3 separate regions of the Zea mays genome follow, and regions 1 and 3 are each linked to region 2. The links are chromatin contacts, called in public Hi-C maps. All regions are on one chromosome and are shown on one strand. The core of a region is the stretch at or near the end of the contact, and the rest is flanking DNA. Distances in the headings are between cores, read along the strand shown. Region 1 holds the start of LOC103634937. Region 2 holds the start of LOC103634938 (casein kinase 1-like protein HD16). Region 3 holds the start of LOC100526749.

Region 1 (3,082 bases), core at 118-2,617, 220 kb after region 2:
CCTGTCAGGCCCAAGCAGCATCCCATGCCATTGATTTTGGACGCCTGATGGCTACGATGGAATGCCTGGCAGGCATCTGCCTGGGAGGTTGCAATCCAAACTGCCCATTGTGCCTCATGTGATGTGAAGCAATTTAATATGTTCTTTGTTGATGATATTTCCTAATGCCTGTGGTTCAAAAATCAATGTTCTCTATTTGATAACTAGAATGTGAAGTGATTTACTTTGTTCTTGTTGTTGTTTCTCAAAAGATATTCTCTGTTAGGTAACCAGAATGGTTGTCATTTGGGAAATCAGCTCCTATTGCAATTGTTATCTATGATGGGTTTTCCTTAATTATCCATCTATTCTACTGGGTGCTTGTGGTTCAAAAAACAATGTTCTCTATTTTATAACTAGAATGTGAATTGAGTTATTCTGTTCTTGTTGTTGTTGTTCCTTAATGCCCGTGGCTCAAAAGATGTTCTCTGCTAGATAACTAGAATGGTTGTCATTTGGGAAACAAACTTCTATTGCAATGTTTATCTATGATGGGGTTTCCTTAATTATCCATATATTCTACTGGGTTTTCCTTAATTGTCAATTGATCCAACTATTCTATTCTCATTGGTAGTTCGCAAGTTAGGTCTGGTGTGCACTGCGCAAGATCATGGGTGTCGAGCGGTTCGCGCGTGCATCGGCTGGACGTGCTCTAGCACCGCCAGAGTGAGAAGCTGCAGCAGCTCGTGGATCGAACGAGGCCTAGAAGGTACGATTTCCCTGCCTGCTTCTCGGTCTCTCTCGCTTTTGTCAATTCTCCTCTCGCTTTTGTCAAGATCATGGGTGACTGATGCTTGTTAGTGTGGTGCCTTGGCGAGAGTTTGGCTACCAGGTTAGGATTGATTGCTGCGTTGAGGTGCATACACTATTCAGAAATTAGCAGTATGCTCAATCGCTTGTAAAACAGTTTCATTGTTCGTAAGTAGCATTATGCTCGATCTCTTGTAGTATGATTGTGCAATTTCCCTTTTGCAAAATGGTTGATAGTGACCTACGTGAGTAATTAATTATTTTAAGGGCTCATTTGGAGCGGAGGAAATTTTCCCGTTTCTTGCGTTTTTCCTGTGAAAACGAACTGATTCTTGTATGATTCCTCTAAAATTATGTTTAATACTAATTTTTAACTCTCGTGGCAACGCACGGGTATATATCTAGTGATTAATGAAGGGAAAAGACGACTTTTAGCATTATTGTTTACGTAAAATGGACATTTGTTTAATATGAATAAGGTCTGGCCTACAAATGACCCTGAGAAAACGGCCCATAATCACAATGACGGCCCAGCAGCGGAACTCTAGGCCTCCACTCCACTCCACGCTCCGCCGCAAGCATCCAACTGAGCCCGCAACCAGCAGCATCTCCCCGCCCGCATGGATCTCGCCGCCGACTTACCCCCGACGCGGGGCCGAGGCGGCCCCGGCGCGGGGCCCGTCGCGCTCGCTTCCGCTCTGCTCCGACGCGAGAACCACCGGCGCCGCGCGCTCGCCTGCGGGGCCGTCCTCGCCTCCGCGCTGCTCCTCGTGGCCACGCCGCGGTTCCGCCACACCCCTGCGCTCCACCTATTCGCCGACATGCGCAATCTCCTCGGCGTGCCCAACACGCTCAACGTGCTCACCGCCTACCCGCTTCTACTCGCCGGGGTCCCGGGCCTCGTCCTCTGCCTCTGCGGCAGCGGGTGCTTCGGCGTCAGGTGCCCCCCTTGGCCCTTACCCTACCTTTGTTTGATGAAATGTCTAAAGAAGTTCGTCTTATGTCCTAGTTTAGTAATTTGCTTACACCTGAGTCAAGTGAACAGATCGATGATCCTTAAATTGAATAATTTTTTTTTGGCTAACCAATGCTTTTGGCATAGTAGTTGTAAAATAGTCCGATCTTTTGAGTCTTGCTTGAAAGCTTCGGAACTCAGAAGAGGTCAAGAGGAGGCAATAGGTGTTTTTTTTTTCTATTATGTCCGAATGAGGTTCCACTAATCCTGTGGATTTTTAAGTTAAACGAGATGGCACTCATGAATCATGTTGAGAACCTTTGCTTATACGTCTTCTAGCCATCTGCTTGCTTGCTTGAGGAAATGCTTTGCTTCAGAATGTGCAATTTAATCTTGCCATATTATAGAATGGCTGGGTAATGGGGATTTGAATCATGGGCGTTCAATTAAAAGTAGGTTGATATGCTTCAATGGAAGCCAATAAATGAAATGTGTGCGATCCTCCTACTTTTTCAGATAAGCCTCTTCATGTGAAACTAATCTGGTTTTCTGTGAGGTGTGCTGCTTCAAGAACTTTTTCTATCGCTCATGGCAACACTCATTGCCTTGGATTAAATTTCACAAATTGATAACATGCCACTTTGTGGAATCAAGTAGCTTTAAACTATATATGATTTTCTGTGAGGTGTGCTGCTTCAAGAAATTTTATATAAGGAATGACAGCATACTCGTTCCCTTGAAATAAATTTAAAAATTTGATAACATGCCATTTTGTGGAATCATGTAGCTTGAGGTGGGAGGCCTCGGGATGGTTTCTCTTTTATGCTGGGAATGTAGCAGCAGCATTTGGCTCAGCTTACTATCACCTCAAGCCAGATGATGACCGCTTAATATGGGACAGGTTGCCGGTACCTGAACACTACTTTCTTGCTGTCACCTTTTCCTCTACTGTTTACTCATTCCTTTTGTTTTGGCATGGTTTGGATTCCTTTTTGAGAAATTAGTGTTCAAAAAATGAGTTTAATAATACAAATCTTTGGCCATAACTAAAACTGTGCACACCTAGGTTTTCAGGGTTTTAAGTCCAGAATGCTAACAGCAGCAACAAAGGCTTTTAATCCCAAGCAAGTTGAGTTAGGCTAGAATTGAAACCCAACCGAAACCGCAAGTCAAGGTTTAGGCACATGAATAGCTATTTTCCATGCACTCATATTGAAGACTAAATCTTTAGTTATATTCTATCCCTTTGAGTCTCATTTACTGGCTCTTACCAGTTACCATGTCAAATTCGGTTTTTCCCTACCTCTCGTTCCGTTGCTATCGTGCCTTAGAGTTCTA
Region 2 (2,885 bases), core at 172-2,671:
GTATTTATTAGCTTCCAAAGCCCATAGACCCGTTTGAAGTCCACTACCAAATTTGTAGTCCGAACTAGGGCTAGAAACGAGCCGAGCTCGGCTCGGCTCGGTGCGGCTCGGCGTCTGAACGAGCTCGGCTCGTCCATCCGACGAGCTGGTGAAAGAGGCTCGGCTCGGCTCGGCTCGACCTTGGCTCGCGAGCCGGCTCGGCTCGGCTCGCGAGCCATATTCTGGTATTTATCGTTGCATTATTTGGTGAATTAACATTATATAAATTTGAAATATAGAATCATCATTCTACATTATAAGGCTGTCTCCAGCAACGTCCTCTAAATTTCATCCCCTAAAAGAATATTCTTTGTCCTTTACAGCACTCTCTAAAAGATTCTGTACTCTATATATTCTTCATCTCCAGCAATATCCCCTAAATTTCATCCTTTATATCAACAGTGCTACTAGATTTGACATTCTATATTATTTTTTACCGCTCGTCAGCACGTGCACAGAAATCAACACAGTGTATAGAGCACCGCCGTACATCCTCTAGACATAGCGCATGCATGTCATCCTCTAAATCTTAGAGGACCTTTTAGGGTGTGTTTGGTTGTGGGACAGCTAGGACGGGATCGTCCCCTGACGTCCTTTTTCGTCCCTCCAATTTTGAGGGACAACAGGGGACAACATAGGATATTACTGTCCCAACCCTTGACCCAGAACCAAACAAACTAATTTGAGGGATCGTCCCATCCCATCCCGTCCTGTCATTGTAACCAAACGTACCCTTAGAGTCCCTTGTTGGAGGGATAGAGGATCTGACAAACCTCTATATTTAGAGGACAGGAGCTTTTACAGGACCCTGCTGGAGCCAGCCTAAGTAAATTAAATTATAACTTATAATATATTCATTATCAAAGACTAAAAAAATGAGCTATTATCCATAAAACTATCTAATATTCATTATTATTCCATAAAATAATCATTTTTGCAAGGCTCGCGAGCTGGAACGAGCCGACTCGGCTCGGCTCGCTGCAAAAAGAGCTCGAAGAAGGGGCTTGGCTCGGCTCGTTTAAGGCTCGCGAGCCGCTCCGAGCTCGAGCCGGCTCGCGAGCCTCGAGCTAATTTTCCAGCCCTAGTCCGAACAACTGTCTTTAAAGCGATCAACGATGTTTTATTTAAGAGTCTTATTTTATATCATTCTACTAATCTATATCTACAGCTATAGCAATATAAATATTTATTTCTATATTCATATCTGTACCTATAACTTTGACAATCTTAAAAAAAAGGAAAGAACGACGATAACTCGACAAATCATGGACCTGCGGAAGTAAATCTTACAAGTAGACGTAAATTTTGTATCATACGTAAGCTCTTGGGTCAGGCGGAATCACAAAAAGCACGAAACAGGGCGTGGAATAGTAGGAGACTAGGAGGCGAGAAATATTTTTTCCCGTTCCCCTTGCTGCTGTCTGCGTGCCGTGAGCTCTCCTCGTCCTCGACCACCGTCCCCGAGGCCCCCCTCCCGCCGACCGCCCCATCCGCCGCCGGGGACCAATCCTAACCCAGCGCGCTCGCGTCTCTCCCGGTATCCGCTCGCCGCCCGTCCCGATCTTCTCTCCGGACGCGGGCCGGCCCTGGAGCTGAGTCCGTGACGGATGCCAGCGCCCCGCGGTTGCGCGCGACGAGGCCGTGGAGGTGGAGGGCGCCAGCAGCGGAATCCAGTAGCCGGACCGTGACCTGCGTGGTGTCTGGTGCTGTAGCAGTAGCAGTCGCAGCGACAGTAGCGGGAGGAAGGGGAGGGAGGCATGGACGAGTTCGACAGCGGCGGCCGGAGCGGGGACAGGGCGGCCGCCGCCGCCGCCGCCGCCGCCGCCGGGGGCGACGACGGGGCCGCTCCGCCGTTGCCTCAGACGGTAAGCCCAAGATGTCTCCTGGTCTCTCCCTTCGTAGTTTAGATGCTTATTAAGTTATTTTGGAAATTTCTGGGCCCTTAGTGTCCTGTTGCTTGATTAAACGTTGCCGGCCGTGGACTGCAGCCGAATTCGGTTCAATTGATAACCCAATGATGATGAGATAGTATGTTTGTTGCACACTGAGTTGGTTAGTGGTTGTTGCTAGGCAAATTAGCACCTATGAGAATCTGAGAGCCTAAAAAGGATCAACAAATGTATATACTATGTACAATCTCTCCAACTGGTTTTATCCTAGATGGAACAATTCTAAAGTTAGGGTACGTTTGAAGTTTCTAAACTGTCCTAGAGATCTGACTGGTGAGCTATATATATGGTGTATCATGAGAGTTGCAATTTTAACTGCTGGATTTGGCACGGAATGTGTTCGCTAGTTTGAAGTGGTTACTTGTCACTATATATGATGTCTGGCCAGTTGCAGTAGTTGTAGGATATGTTACTCACGTGGATGGAATTTATTGAATCCGTTATTTTGGAAGCGGTTATGTATGATGCATGCATTATTTTGGAAGCGGTTATGTATGATGCATGTACCTTTTTGTCATTGCTTGTTTCTTTTAGTTTGTCTCAAGTCAAGTGGGACAAATTCTGCTTCATCATGTCCCAATATGTCATTCTTTTAGTAGCATCTGCTTGCTGCTTTCTATGGACATACATGTATTGTGGAGTTTACTATTGATCATGACTTTGAAGGAGATGATTGGCTATTAACTAGTAGACTTGGGAGGGGGGGGGGGTAGTAAGGTCCTAACAATAAACCTTATTATTTGTAGTTTCAGAACCTTTTCCATGCCAGGAATGGATAAATGGCCATGCTGTCAGATATACTGATCCTGCTGTATAGGTGTTGGTAGTGAGTGAAATTGGATCATCTTTATCTTTTTGATTTTTGTTTCTTTGCACTCTTTCTTCTATGTTTGGCTG
Region 3 (3,023 bases), core at 351-2,850, 150 kb after region 2:
CAACAATTTAATGACCATGTAATGGAACATGTAATGTGGTATGTAGTACTGTTCTAGTGTTACTACTTTATCCAATTATCTTTGGGTGTGTTGAATGGATGGTTAAATGATGCTAGAATTTTTGTAATGTTATTTAGATGGATATACTTGACATTTGTATAATATAATATTTTGATAGATGTTTTATTTTTGTGGATATGGGTGACCCGATGGGTGACCCATACCCACATGGGGTATGGGTATAGGAGTAAATCCATAACCACCAGTGTATATGGGTGATCCAATGTGGTTATTTTTTATCGTGGGTATGGGTATGGGGTACTAATACCCGGTGGGTATTTACCCATTGCCATCTTTAGGTGTGTTTGGTGTTTGTGTATTGCATGTGCACGGTGCACCTCACCAAGTGTTAGACTTTTGCACAAGTGTTAGACTTTTCTCCTGATCAGCAAATCTTAAAAACACATATAGAAGAACTGGAGCTAAGGGTTCTAGATTGAGTCTTGTCTAGACAGATAGTTATTGGAAGAAATGAAGCTACTTGATCTACGGATTCCATCTTGGACAGGAAATAAAAAAGAAATTAACCACTAAATGCCTAAAGTTAACTTGAGCTACGGGTTTATCTTCACATATAACATATAGCATATTCACATATAGCATACAATAGTAAACAAGACTAATATGACTAAATTGACCACTAAATACTCAGTTTTGGTATTAAATCCGGTTTTCCGGTAAAAATTGGCGGTTTACCGGTCTCAAATACCAGTTTACCGGTCCCAGAAAACGGTTTACCAGTCAGTGGCGTAGCTACAGGGTGGTCCGGGTGGGCCACGGCATACCCTATGGGTCGGCCCACTGGACCACCAATCCAACGCGCGCAACAGCAATTTACGTGGACTTGCAGGCTTGGAGCAAGGAACAACACCAAAACAAAAAAGAAACATGCAACAAGTAATATTGAAATTTACTTTGAAACAGGTATGCATGTTTATTTAATATATTTTGTACTTGATGTTTGGACTATTTCATATTAACTTGCATACTAAATTATTTATGAAAAATTTCTTATGGCATACCTCATGAATAAATCCTAGCTACGCCACTATTACCAGTGGTTTTTGGTTTTTATGATTTTTTTAAATCTTTTGAATTTAGAACGAATTTTTTAAAAAACGGTGATTTATCGAAACCGTATCCCGACTGGTTTACCGTCAGTTTTTACCGGTTTTGTAAACCATGCCTACGCTACACATATATACATACGGTATTACGGTGTATGTACGTCGTATATATATCTTAGCTTATATATCTTATTGCATGGTTCTGTACGTGTCCGACGAGTGACGACGGCTATCTTAGCTTATACTCTCTCCCTCTGTTTTTTTAGTTGTTGCTGGATAGTTTAATTTTACACTATCCAGCGACAACTAAAACGAAACGAAGGGAGTATATATCTTACTCTCAATCGTTCGTAACAATAATAATGGTAATAATAACAGCAGTTTAATCTATATATAGGCCACCACGGCTCTCCACTGCTGCGTGCGTGCGTGCGTACATCGTCAAAAACCTCCATCAAGCAACTGATCATGACGATGGCTAGAGCTACGACCTCCACGGTCGCAGCACTCTGCTTCCTCCTCAGCTGCGTCTCCGCGACCCCTTCCACGCTCGCCGCGTCCTCCGCCATCATCCACGACATCATCCGCGGCCTCGCGGACACCACGGCGGCGCGCGTCCGCACGGACGCCGAGGCCACGGCGCGCGCGTCCACCGACTTCGGCACCAACGCGACCGCGGACGACGCGGCCCGGCCGGCGGCCGTGTTCTACCCGTCGTGCGCCGCCGACATCGCCGCGCTGCTGCGGGCGTCCAGCGCGAGCGCCTCGCCGTTCCCGGTCTCCGCGAGGGGCCGCGGGCACTCGACCCGGGGCCAGGCCACGGCCCCCGGCGGCGTCGTCGTCGACATGGCGTCGCTAGCAGTAGCTGCAGGGCGCGACGAGACCGCCACCACCAACGCCTCCTCCACCTCCGCCTCCGCAAGGCTCGCCGTGTCGGTGGACGGGCGCTACATCGACGCCGGCGGCGAGCAGCTGTGGGTGGACGTGCTGCACGCCGCCCTGGCGCACGGCCTCACGCCTCGCTCCTGGACGGACTACCTCCGCCTCACCGTCGGCGGCACGCTCTCCAACGCAGGCATCAGCGGCCAGGCCTTCCGCCACGGCCCGCAGATATCCAACGTCCTAGAGCTCGACGTCGTCACGGGTACGTGTACGTGGCTGTGCTTATGATAAGATCGATCAATAACATGTGGAGTATACGTCCTATGGAATGGACATGGACGTGGAAACCGGGTGATATATATAGCTAGTTTTGGAACTCGCGTGAACCCTCACAGGAACAGGTGACATGGTGACGTGCTCCAAGGAGAAGGACGCCGACCTCTTCGACGCCGTGCTGGGAGGGCTGGGGCAGTTCGGCATCATAACGCGCGCGCGGATCCCGCTGGCGCCGGCGCCGGCGAGGGCGCGCTGGCTGCGGCTCCTCTACACCGGCGCCGCCGACCTCACGGCCGACCAGGAGCGGCTCATCGCCGACGACGAGCGCCGCGGCGGCGCGCTGGCCGGGCTCATGGACTACGTCGAGGGCTCCGTCGTCACCGACCTCCAGCAGGGCCTCATCGGCAGCTGGCGCTCGCAGCCGCCGCCGTCCTCCTCGTCCTTCTACTCGGCTACCGACGCCGCGCGCATCGCGGCGCTAGCCGAGGAGGCCGGCGGCGTCCTCTACTTCCTCGAGGGCGCGGTGTACTACGGCGGCGCCAGCGACACGACCGCCGCAGACGTTGACAAGGTAACACGATCGACGTACGACCCACCGCCGGTTTCTACGTGCATACGCCAGTGCCACCGAAGCCACGTGATCTGTGGATGGTTGATCTGGATTGTCGTCTTCAGCCTTTGGCTTGTGATGCATGCATGTCTGGTGGGGCAGCATCGGCAGTCGTGCAGCGTCAACAT

Evidence for each region. Hi-C and Micro-C count contacts between places; a contact is called where the count stands out from the background.
Region 1: a Hi-C map of root tip shows a contact between it and region 2, with 2.6 times the contacts expected there. The contact joins the promoter of LOC103634937 here to the promoter of LOC103634938 in region 2. A contact is called at or near these places in 9 of 25 Hi-C or Micro-C datasets (bundle sheath, ear, endosperm and 4 more) and 2 of 3 datasets of contacts at active chromatin or transcription factors (leaf and seedling).
Region 3: a Hi-C map of tassel shows a contact between it and region 2, with 1.9 times the contacts expected there. The contact joins the promoter of LOC100526749 here to the promoter of LOC103634938 in region 2. A contact is called at or near these places in 3 of 25 Hi-C or Micro-C datasets (ear, leaf and tassel).

The regions. Positions count from the first base shown.
Region 1 is chr8:22,780,429-22,783,510 of Zm-B73-REFERENCE-NAM-5.0, reverse strand. It overlaps LOC103634937, which reads left to right and starts at 1,367. Exons shown (of 6, transcript XM_020542406.2): 1 at 1,367-1,729; 2 at 2,532-2,652. The coding sequence starts at 1,410.
Region 2 is chr8:22,997,248-23,000,132 of Zm-B73-REFERENCE-NAM-5.0, reverse strand. It overlaps LOC103634938 (casein kinase 1-like protein HD16), which reads left to right and starts at 1,421. Exons shown (of 17, transcript XR_002264153.3): 1 at 1,421-1,904.
Region 3 is chr8:22,843,873-22,846,895 of Zm-B73-REFERENCE-NAM-5.0, reverse strand. LOC100526749 reads left to right here and starts at 1,600. Exons shown (of 3, transcript NM_001199029.1): 1 at 1,600-2,271; 2 at 2,405-2,856. The coding sequence starts at 1,602.